3 separate regions of the Mus musculus genome follow, and regions 2 and 3 are each linked to region 1. A link is a contact called in public promoter capture Hi-C data. All regions are on one chromosome and are shown on one strand. Each heading gives the region's core, a stretch centred on a gene start, on an enhancer-like site or on the middle of the called end of the contact. The rest is flanking DNA. Distances are from core to core; before and after follow the strand shown. Region 1 holds the start of Tmem204 (transmembrane protein 204). Region 2 overlaps Mapk8ip3 (mitogen-activated protein kinase 8 interacting protein 3). Region 3 holds the start of Tsr3 (TSR3 20S rRNA accumulation).

Region 1 (2,964 bases), core at 298-2,797:
AGCCTCCAAGGCAGTTTGTAGGAGACTGGGTACTTGTTAGACAGACCCTCTTGTCTGCTTTAGGGGGTCATTACCAGGAAAGAACTCACATGTCAGCAGATGTGTCGATTTTAGATTGCATCCTCATATTTATGAGGCCCTTTATTCTCGTACTCTCAAACAGTGCATGCTATTTAAAGAGACGTTTCCAACTCCCAGGGTAGTGCATAGACCCCAGAACAAGAGAGCTGGGAAAGGAAAAGGCCACCATGGGCGTCAGGGAGGTAACACTCTGCCCTTTGCTGCTCTGTGCCTCCTCTGGTCTCCCGGACATCCCAGCCAGAGTCTCCTGCACTGTCCGAAAGGCCCTGACCACCTCAGCCGTTAAGACAGAACTCAGCCACATGTTCTCACACTTCTTGTTTTCCTTATTAAGTAATATTTCTTTCTAACCAAGGAAAAATGACTTGCTTTGATTAGGATACCCATCTTTCATCCTTCAGCCACATGTAATGGCAGAGAAGGAGCCTCCAGCCACGGGAGTGACTTCTTGTGAAGGAAGCCACAGACAGAGTCTAAGCTGAACAGTGGAGCTCTGTAGCGTTGCTTGTCAGGGTGGGCAGGAGGTGCAGGTTCCCTGCTGCCACCCTCAGCATGGACGGACACAACCTCCCCTCACCTAACCACTGGAAGGTGACAGAAAAATAACAAGACTTACGTTTGACGGTGCCTCGGGACTCCTGGAAACCTGCTGATTCCGAGCCCCATCCTAGAACCTCACAGTCATGGGTGTCCACCTGCCCAGTTCGAGTCCCAGGGCTTGTGACTCCCTTACCCCTGTCCACCAGCCAGCAAGACTTCCACAGCCCCACACTCCGCTTGCGTCCGTCCTCCAGCGTCTGGTACACCCAATTGGGGGTGAAGGCTGCTGCGTTGTTGAGGATGAGGGAGACCAGGGCCACCAGCACAGCGGTGGCCACAAGCTTCTGGAGAGTCATCTCTGACTTCCAGGACTGTCTATCTCGGAGAGTTCCAAGTCCCAGTCAGCCGCTGTGCATCCAGAGAAAGCCAAGATGCTGCTAGGGGTGGCTAGAGGACATCAGCACTCATCCTTGGGAAGCTATGCGGCAGCTCCAGCCCGGCACAGGAGGATGTCGCCCATGGGACGGGTCCAAGAGAGCTACTCACAGCCCTGTCTTAGCCTGCCTCTTGAGCCTGGAGCAGGGACAAGCCTGTGCTGAAGCTGGTCTCCCCAAGACCCATTCCAGGGAGAAATCTGGGGCACTGGCTGCACCAGCGAGAATCCAGAGTTGTAAGTGGGTCGTCTTCTTTGGAACAGAGGCCAGGGAGGCTGTGTCCACAGTGCCTCTTGCCTACAGCAGTGGAAAATGGACAGCAACTCGGGAGGCAGGCACAGCGTGGGAATCAGCCAGGTTACGCGCCTCAGAACGGGCTGTGGGAGCCAGTCTGATGGAGGAACAGGGTTGTGGACGCAGTGTGGGTTTGGCCACCTCTCTGCTATGTATCCCGTCTTGGTATCTCTGCCACAAATGGCAGGTCCTGAAAAGCAGAACGCCTGCCACAAGGAAGCATGTGTATGCGCGTATGTGTGTGAGCTCCCGTTTCCCTGTCTCTCAGCAGAGAGGAAATGGTTGTTTTTGAGGCTGTTTTTGGTGAGCAGGAGGGCGTAGCCAACTGCAACAAATAGCAGCCCTGCCACAGAGCCAGACACTAACAGGATGTGCTTCCTGATGGGAAAGGCCTGGGGAGACTTCAGAGGCCTGCTCCAGCCCACCACTGGCTGCCCCTCCCCATCTTCCTGTCCCATAGGAATAGTCAGGGATGCCAGCCAGGACACTCATCTTCTTACCTGTTGCCGTCAAACCTAGCCAGCTGTGCTAGGTCCCGGACCAGGGGATGCTGCAGACAGCACGGGCAGGCAGAATCCTCAGGGACTAGGTGTCCATCCATCCATCCATCCATCCATCCATCCATTGCCTAAGGCATGATAGGTGCTGTGAATCCCCAATGTCTAAAGCAGTGGTTCTCAGTCTGTAGGTCATGACCTCTTTGGGGGTCAAATGACCCTTTTACACGGGTCACCTGAGACCATCAGAAAACACAGATATTTGCATTAGAATTCATAACAATAGCAAAATTACAGTTGTGAAATAGCAACAAACTAATTTTATGGTTGGGGGTCACCACAACATGTGGAACTAATGGCAGGACAGAGTAAGGTGTAGAGGCACCTGAGGCAGGCCACCATCTGCTGACAGAGATCCATTCACCTCAAGGGAGCAAGTGTACTCAGACCTTACAAGGAAGGGGAACCTTGAGGAACCTCTGCAAGGGGTTGTTCTTGGGCTGGCAAGAAAAGGTGGGATTCTGTAAGGGGTTGTGCCACCAAGCAGGCTGGATAGCTGATGTGACTTCTGAGCAGCCAAGTTTGCTTACTAGCAAAGTGCTCGCTCCCCTGAGGCTGGACAGAGCGACTGTACATTTGCTCTCCTTCCTCATAGCGCTTCAGCTCTGGTAAATAAAAGCCACCAGGTCTGAGACTGTGTCCCGCCTCCAGAGCCTCCCACCAGGGTTCCAGAGCTGCATAAATGAACACAAGAACGCAGGAGCTGTGGGCTGAACCATCTCAAACACACGTACTGCACCGCACCGCACCGGGCAGGATTGGGACAGCCTGGTGCTGACTAGTGCACTGGCCGGGACAGGCCGGAACCGACCTTTCCTGTCTTCATGAACTGACATGCTGGGCCACCCCCTACTTCCTAGTGTGGCTGCCTTCAATCACACGTTCCCATATATAGTCAGGCTCCTGGCACTCCTTAAGTTTACATTCCAAAAGGCAAGGACTCTGTCTCTGTCCAGCCTTTTGACTGTCAGCAGTTCTGAGAATGTAAGTCCTCTGAGGAATAATATGATTTTTCACCCTCAAGTTTGTAGCAAGTGTCATTGTGGCTTATTTATATT
Region 2 (2,964 bases), core at 314-2,813, 180 kb before region 1:
CCTTCTCCACCAGAGGGCGGCAGTACACAGGGACAGGCACATTTTTCATCCGGGTGTCTTCCTGGCCTCCATTGGGGCTCAGCTGCAACAGAGTGGGAAGTTCTGTGGTATGAGGCCAAGGAAGACACTTTAGCCTTCAGAAATCTCAATTAGTTGCCTGCGGGCTTCTGGTACACAGTGCACTGGGTCTGGCTCTGCTGGCCCTCTGTGCTGGTTAGTTTTTGCCAACCTGACATAAGCTAGAACCCCCTGGGAAGAGGGAATGTCAACTGAGGAACTGCCTCCATCAGACTGGTCCATAGGCATGTGTGTGGGAGGTGATCTTGGGATGTGTAAGAAAGCAAGTTGCATATGCAATGAAAAACAAGCCAGTAAATACTATTCCTCAGTGATTTCTGCTTCAGTTTCCCTTGATGGTGGAAGTTAAGTCAAATAATCCCATTCTTCACCCAGGCTGGTCTGCTCAGGGTTTTATCAGAGCAACAGAAAGCAAACTAGAAAACCCTCAGAGTCACAGATCCACCAACACCAGCTAGGAAATGGGTGCCTCCTGGCTCTGCACTACCACTGTGTCCTTCTCACATCCTCTCCATACCCAGAAACCACCCCCTGTCTCAAGTACCTGCTTGTACTTGGCAGGCAGGCTCCACCCACAGGCCTGCAGCCTCCCGTCATCATTGCGCACGTGTTCACGAACCTGGCGGTACTGCTCCCGCTTCTGCTCCCGCCGGGCAGAAGAGGTGCAGTCACTGGGTGAAAAAATGACAGGTTACATCTGTTCAAGGTGAGCTGTCGGGGTGAGGCTGGAGCACCCAGACTCTCACTGGTCTTCCTCAGAGCCTGCCTGATTCTACCCTTGCCTTTTCTGGGACAGGGGTAGTATTTGACAGAAGGTGGCTTTTCCCAATTATGTCTGGGGTGTGATCCTGTGCTTAAGAGGTCATTTCCAGCTGTTCTGGGGCCTGCTCTGTTGCTGGTCAGCAACTGTGTAACCTAGGTGAGTTTACCAGTAGTTTCTCACAAAAGTGGCCCCAAGAAGCTTAACTAAGTGTTTGGGGCAGTGCTCAGACGTTAAGGTCAGACACAGGAGGGAAGAGTATGATGGGACCCAGCACAGTCTTCAAAGTCTAAGAGAATGGTTTCTTGGAACTGCAGTCCCTGCTAAAAGTCATTCAGACAGAACCTGAGGACTAGTTTTTGCTGGGGGTAGTGGACATAGAGAGAAGGTGTCATCTTTCCTGCTCTTGATAACTTCTGTCCCACAGTACAGAATATTAAAAGTCTGCTCTCCAACTTCAAGCATAGAGTGGATAGACTCAGGACACTTGGGGGCTAGGGATACCTACTCATCAGGGAAGAACTCCAGGGGCCTGCTGCCGGCTGAGATCTGGCACAAAGCATGGCTGCGACGCTGGCTAAAGCCAGCTGCAGTGGGTGACTTGTAGTGAATGTTCACAGATGGGTAGGATCGTTTGGCCGGAGGGGGGCTAGATGAGGAGCTGAAGAGGCGACTAAAGCTGCCATGGAAACACAGATAAGTGAGCCAAGTGTGGAACAGTAGCAGGCTGACGAAAGCCTCTTCTTCCATAGAGCACCATACTCACAACTGCCAGATGGTGGACTTCTTCTTCTCCTGGACAGATGGGTGTTCCCTTGATGCTCTGCAGGGAAGAGTAAAGGAGGAGCTGTGCCGGGTGACCCTGGAGCCCCCAAACCATGCCAACACTCGGGGGAAAGGAAGTGTGGTGGAGGGCAGTCAAATCCCAAGGCCTGCTAAAATTCTACAACCCCAGCTCAGGAAAAATAGATCCAATCAGAGCCATGAACTTGCTCAGAACTGTCAGAGGAAATGCTGAGGGGCACACCTGATCATTTCAGTCCACCTCACAGCCTCCTGCAGCTCCATGAGGCGTTCCTTGTACTGGTTGCGTTCCATGAGCACTCGGGCCATCTCCACCCGTGTGAAGCGTCGGCGCTGGGCCATGGGGATTTTGTCCTGCAGAGGGGGGAAATGTGGTTCCTCCAATGAGAAACAGGAGGACAGTCAAGCATACGTGGCTTCCTTCTGAGGTGTCTACCCCCTAGATGGAGATATAGTTGGGACAAGTGATGGTGGAATGGCAGGTTAGAGTGCCAGGGGAGCCCACATGGGGTTTGCCACTCTTCTCTCCAAAGCCTGAACAGAACGAGCTTAAGGGAGTTGGGAGAAAGTGCACAGGAACAGGTCCTGCCTGCACACGGCCTCACTGGCCTCACCTACCTGCAATCTGCTTCTGCCAATGTACAGTAAAAGAAGGTGGAGGCCTGAACGAGCCACTCTTTCACACTCAAGTAGCCACAATCCACATTCCCACCTCTGCTAGACTATCCTACACTATGGAATCTCTACACTACGTCCCAGAGACTGAACAGATTGCTGCTCTGTCACAAAGGACCCAGTATGTTCTAAAGTTATTCTGGTACAGAGGGACAAACTGTGCTGCCCAGACCTCATTTTGGGAAGTGAGAGGAAGTGCAGGCTCAGGGTTTGGCTGCACTGCCCAGGCTGCAGGTGCATACCAGTAACATCTTTGGTAACAAAATACCCCTGCTGGGACTGCAGAAGGCATCAGTAAGAAGGGGAACAAATGTGACCCTTCCTCAGTTTGGGAGGTCAGGGGTGGGGGGAGGAAGGATCTGCCAAAGGAGTGGTCTGATGCTGTTAAGTCACTTGATGGAATGGGAGAACATGCAGTAGCTTTAGCGGTCACAAGTGAAAGGTAAGGAGGGCCCAGAAGAATAAGCAAGTCTAGGAAGCCCCGCCATGCCAGCCCACCCATGCCCACAGGTTAATAGTGGATATACCAATTCTGTACAGAGATAGCTGCTTACATCCTCCACCTCTTCTCTGGGCTCACGGCGGGCAGTTACTGCCTCTGACTTGACTCTATAGGATGTGGGGAAAAAACAGGCAGGGTAAGAGCC
Region 3 (2,964 bases), core at 245-2,744, 160 kb after region 1:
ACCCTCCCTCCACCCTGCTCCCCTACCCACCCACTCCTGCTTCTTGGCCCTGGCATTCCCCTGTACTGGGGCATATAAAATTTGCAATACCAAGGGGCCTCTCTTCCCAGTGATGGCCAACTAGGCCATCTTCTGCTACATATGCAGCTAGAGATATGAGCTCTGGGGGTACTGGTTAGTTCATATTGTTGTTCCACCTATAGGGTTGCAGACCCCTTCAGCTCCTTGGGTGCTTTCTCTAGCTTCTCCATTGGGGGCCCTGTGTTCCATCTTATAGATGACTTGTGAGCATCCACTTCTGTATTTGCCAGGCACTGGCATAGCCTCATACGAGACAGCTATAACAGGGTCCCTTCAGCAAGATCTTTCTGGCATATGCAATAGTGTCTGGGTTGCCAAGGTTCTTTTATGCTGGCCAGCCCTGAGCCACCTCCAACAGCTTGTCTTTCAGTCCTCCTAGGATCTTAGTCCCAAATTTCCTGTGCTGGTGCCCTCTCCACTCCGTAAGACCTAGAAAGGGCTAGATACACCTGGAGTGTTGAGTCTTCATACCCAACATCCCTAGAGCTTCTAATTGGTCTAAGCACCTGTGGAAAGTAGAGGCTTTAATACCACAAGTTGGAGGCCAGCTTGAGTCTACTATAAAAGACTTTGAAAGACTCTTACCTTAAAAACACAAAAGTAGCCGGGGGTGGCACACGCCTTTAATCCCAGCACTTGGGAGGCAGAGGCAGGCGGATTTCTGAGTTCCGGGCCAGCCTGGTCTACAAAGAGTTCCAGGGCTATACAGAGGAACCCTGTCCCGAAAAACAAAACGAAACAAAACAAAAACCCCACAAAAGTTAGGGATGTGACCCAAGCCTTGAGCGCTTGCTTGCTTAGCCCTAGGTAATCGCCAACCCTGGGAGCGAGAGGGGATTGCAGTTCCAGTATATACTTCAGAGCATTTAAAACACTCAAGTTTGACAAACGAATTCGTAACCCTTCAGCGAGTACATTATGAGTCCTTCATCCAAGGCACCCTTCCCTCCCTAACCGAGAGCTTTTTTCGGCCCCCTCAGTCAGCACCTCGGCCAGCTCCGCACCCTCCCGCGCTCACCGGATACAGCTGAAGGCTCTCTCTTGGGCTGAAGGCGGCTTGCCTGGGGCAAGAACGGGTTATTCAGCCTATGGAACAGAGAAGGTCAGAAGAGCCAGCCAGGCTCGGTCCCCAAGCCGCAGGACCGTGATCCGCTCACCCGAATGTGTTAGGCTCCTCCACCACCTTCATCTTCCCGGCACATGCCGGCGCGGGCCCTGCGGAGCGGGGAGAGAGGTGGTGAGTAGGGAGCGGAGGCGCGAGCGACGCCAGCGCGCGGGGGGCTATGTGCGCGGAGCCACTGACCCTGCGACGCGAGCCCCAGCAACATCAGGAAGCCAGCCAGCCGCCCCGCCATTGCTCCTAGGGTCTCACGGTCACGTGAGTGACAGCCGGAACTGACTCCCCTCAAAACCGGAAGCTGTGCGAGCGCGCACGCGCGCACGCTCTTGAACAAACGCTGGAGCTGAGGATTTCATCTCGGATTTCATCTAACATTATGGGCCGCAAGAAAGTTGCTCGCGGATCCAGGAAAGAGAGCGGTCGTGTTCGGCGACCCTCTGGCCGCTCTCTGGATGCTTTCGCTGAAGAGGTGGGCGCTGCGCTGCGTGGTGAGTTTGGAGCAGTCGGAGCAGCGGGTCGGGCCTGGGAGCAGGCGCTGAGGACCCGGCCTTCTCTCTCTCCTTGTAGCATCCGTGCAGCCCGAGGAGGCCGAGGACCAGGGCGGCCCGGGCCCTGCGGCGCTGCCTTGTGCCTTGGCTATGTGGGAGCTTGGTCACTGCGACCCCAAGCGCTGCACGGGCCGCAAACTGGCCCGTCTGGGTCTGGTGCGCTGCCTGCGCCTGAGCCAAAGGTTTGGCGGTCTGGTGCTCAGCCCAGTAGGCACTGAGTACGTGTCTCCGGCAGACAGGTAGACACCAGAGGCCTGGGGATCGGGGAGGGGTCGGAGAGGGGTTGGAATGCCCTTCCCACCATCTTGTCTTTGTTAAACTGCCCTGTATCAGGAGTATCATTTTCTTCAAGCCTTGCTTATTGGTCTTGGATGTCCACATCTTTCATATGAGCAGAGTTGTATTTAATTTGACCCTTTTCATAGAGCAGGGCTATAGTGTAGAAAGCCTAGGAGAAACATTTGTTGTGTAAAGTAAACACTGTCCAGCTACCCTCAACTGCTTCCTGAAGGGTTCTTTCTACTATTGCAATAAACCATAACTTCGAAATAGCAGAGTGATCTCTCATCTGTAGTGAAGCCAGTCTCCAAGGATGTGCCTTATTTGGGGCCCTAGAACCTACCCTACACTCTCTGACAGACAGCTGGTGGCACAGTCAGGGGTCGCAGTCATAGACTGCTCCTGGGCCAAACTGGACGACACACCCTTTCAGAAGATGCGAGGGAGCCACTTGCGGCTCCTGCCTTACCTCGTAGCTGCCAACCCTGTAAACTATGGCCGGCCCTGCAAACTTTCCTGTGTGGAAGCTTTCGCTGCTGCCTTCTGCATCGTAGGTGAGTTTTGGGTCTGACAGAAGCCTGGCAATGGCAGTCTGGAGGCTGACTGCTTGCCCCCTCCTCCTCCCTCACCTGGAGACTGGGGTTTCTTCTGGCAGAGTCTGAGCAAGGGGGTGGGATGTGAGGAGAATATATTGGGAGCCATTAGAAAACAGCCTTTGTCTTCAGTCTCAGTGCCCACATACAGTCTTAACCTTATGAAGCAGAGGTAGAGGCAAAATGGACCACTGCCTTCCCTGGATGGTGTGTGGGCCCAATGGCTACCCCGTAAGACACAGAGACTAGGATAATAGGACTGTTTCTCAGCAAATGAGAGGAACCTTGGGAACTGTAGAGGAGGTGACAGCTTCCTGAGATAGCAGGCAGGGTCATGCAGTTG

The links. Promoter capture Hi-C pulls out the DNA fragments that hold promoters and counts their contacts.
Region 2: a contact with region 1 is called in a promoter capture Hi-C map of hippocampal neurons, with 4 times the contacts expected there. The contact joins the enhancer-like site here to the promoter of Tmem204 in region 1. A contact is called at or near these places in 22 of 39 promoter capture datasets (the 3T3-L1 cell line, 3T3-L1-derived adipocytes, the C10 cell line and 13 more), 1 of 484 Hi-C or Micro-C datasets (embryonic stem cells), 2 of 115 datasets of contacts at active chromatin or transcription factors (bone marrow-derived macrophages and embryonic stem cells) and 3 of 9 other capture datasets (adipose tissue, liver and pancreatic islet).
Region 3: a promoter capture Hi-C map of stem cell-derived epiblast-like cells shows a contact between it and region 1, with 4 times the contacts expected there. The contact joins the promoter of Tsr3 here to the promoter of Tmem204 in region 1. A contact is called at or near these places in 16 of 39 promoter capture datasets (the 3T3-L1 cell line, the C10 cell line, HPC-7-derived erythroid cells and 9 more), 1 of 484 Hi-C or Micro-C datasets (the C2C12 cell line), 2 of 115 datasets of contacts at active chromatin or transcription factors (microglia and pancreatic cancer cells) and 4 of 9 other capture datasets (adipose tissue, liver, macrophages and 1 more).

Annotation. Positions count from the first base shown.
Region 1 is chr17:25,079,567-25,082,530 of GRCm38.p6, forward strand. Tmem204 (transmembrane protein 204) reads right to left here and starts at 1,548. Exons shown (of 3, transcript NM_001001183.1): 1 at 698-1,548. The coding sequence starts at 977. The region is part of intron 18 of Ift140 (intraflagellar transport 140); the gene reads left to right.
Region 2 is chr17:24,903,303-24,906,266 of GRCm38.p6, forward strand. It overlaps Mapk8ip3 (mitogen-activated protein kinase 8 interacting protein 3), which reads right to left. Exons shown (of 33, transcript NM_001163449.1): 14 at 2,845-2,926; 15 at 1,866-1,996; 16 at 1,605-1,661; 17 at 1,347-1,517; 18 at 623-749; 19 at 1-82. Among named protein-coding and RNA genes, the nearest start is that of Nme3, 8.3 kb to the left of the region's middle. Within about 2 kb of position 1,564, at least 12 of the 459 cell types and tissues checked have an H3K27ac peak or open chromatin away from gene starts, as enhancers often do. A contact at or near this core is called in hippocampal neurons, where this site is marked.
Region 3 is chr17:25,238,676-25,241,639 of GRCm38.p6, forward strand. It overlaps Tsr3 (TSR3 20S rRNA accumulation), which reads left to right and starts at 1,495. Exons shown (of 6, transcript NM_026676.3): 1 at 1,495-1,689; 2 at 1,769-1,988; 3 at 2,389-2,582. The coding sequence starts at 1,578. Gnptg (N-acetylglucosamine-1-phosphotransferase, gamma subunit) reads right to left here and starts at 1,441. Exons shown (of 11, transcript NM_172529.3): 1 at 1,385-1,441; 2 at 1,239-1,296; 3 at 1,100-1,167. The coding sequence starts at 1,436.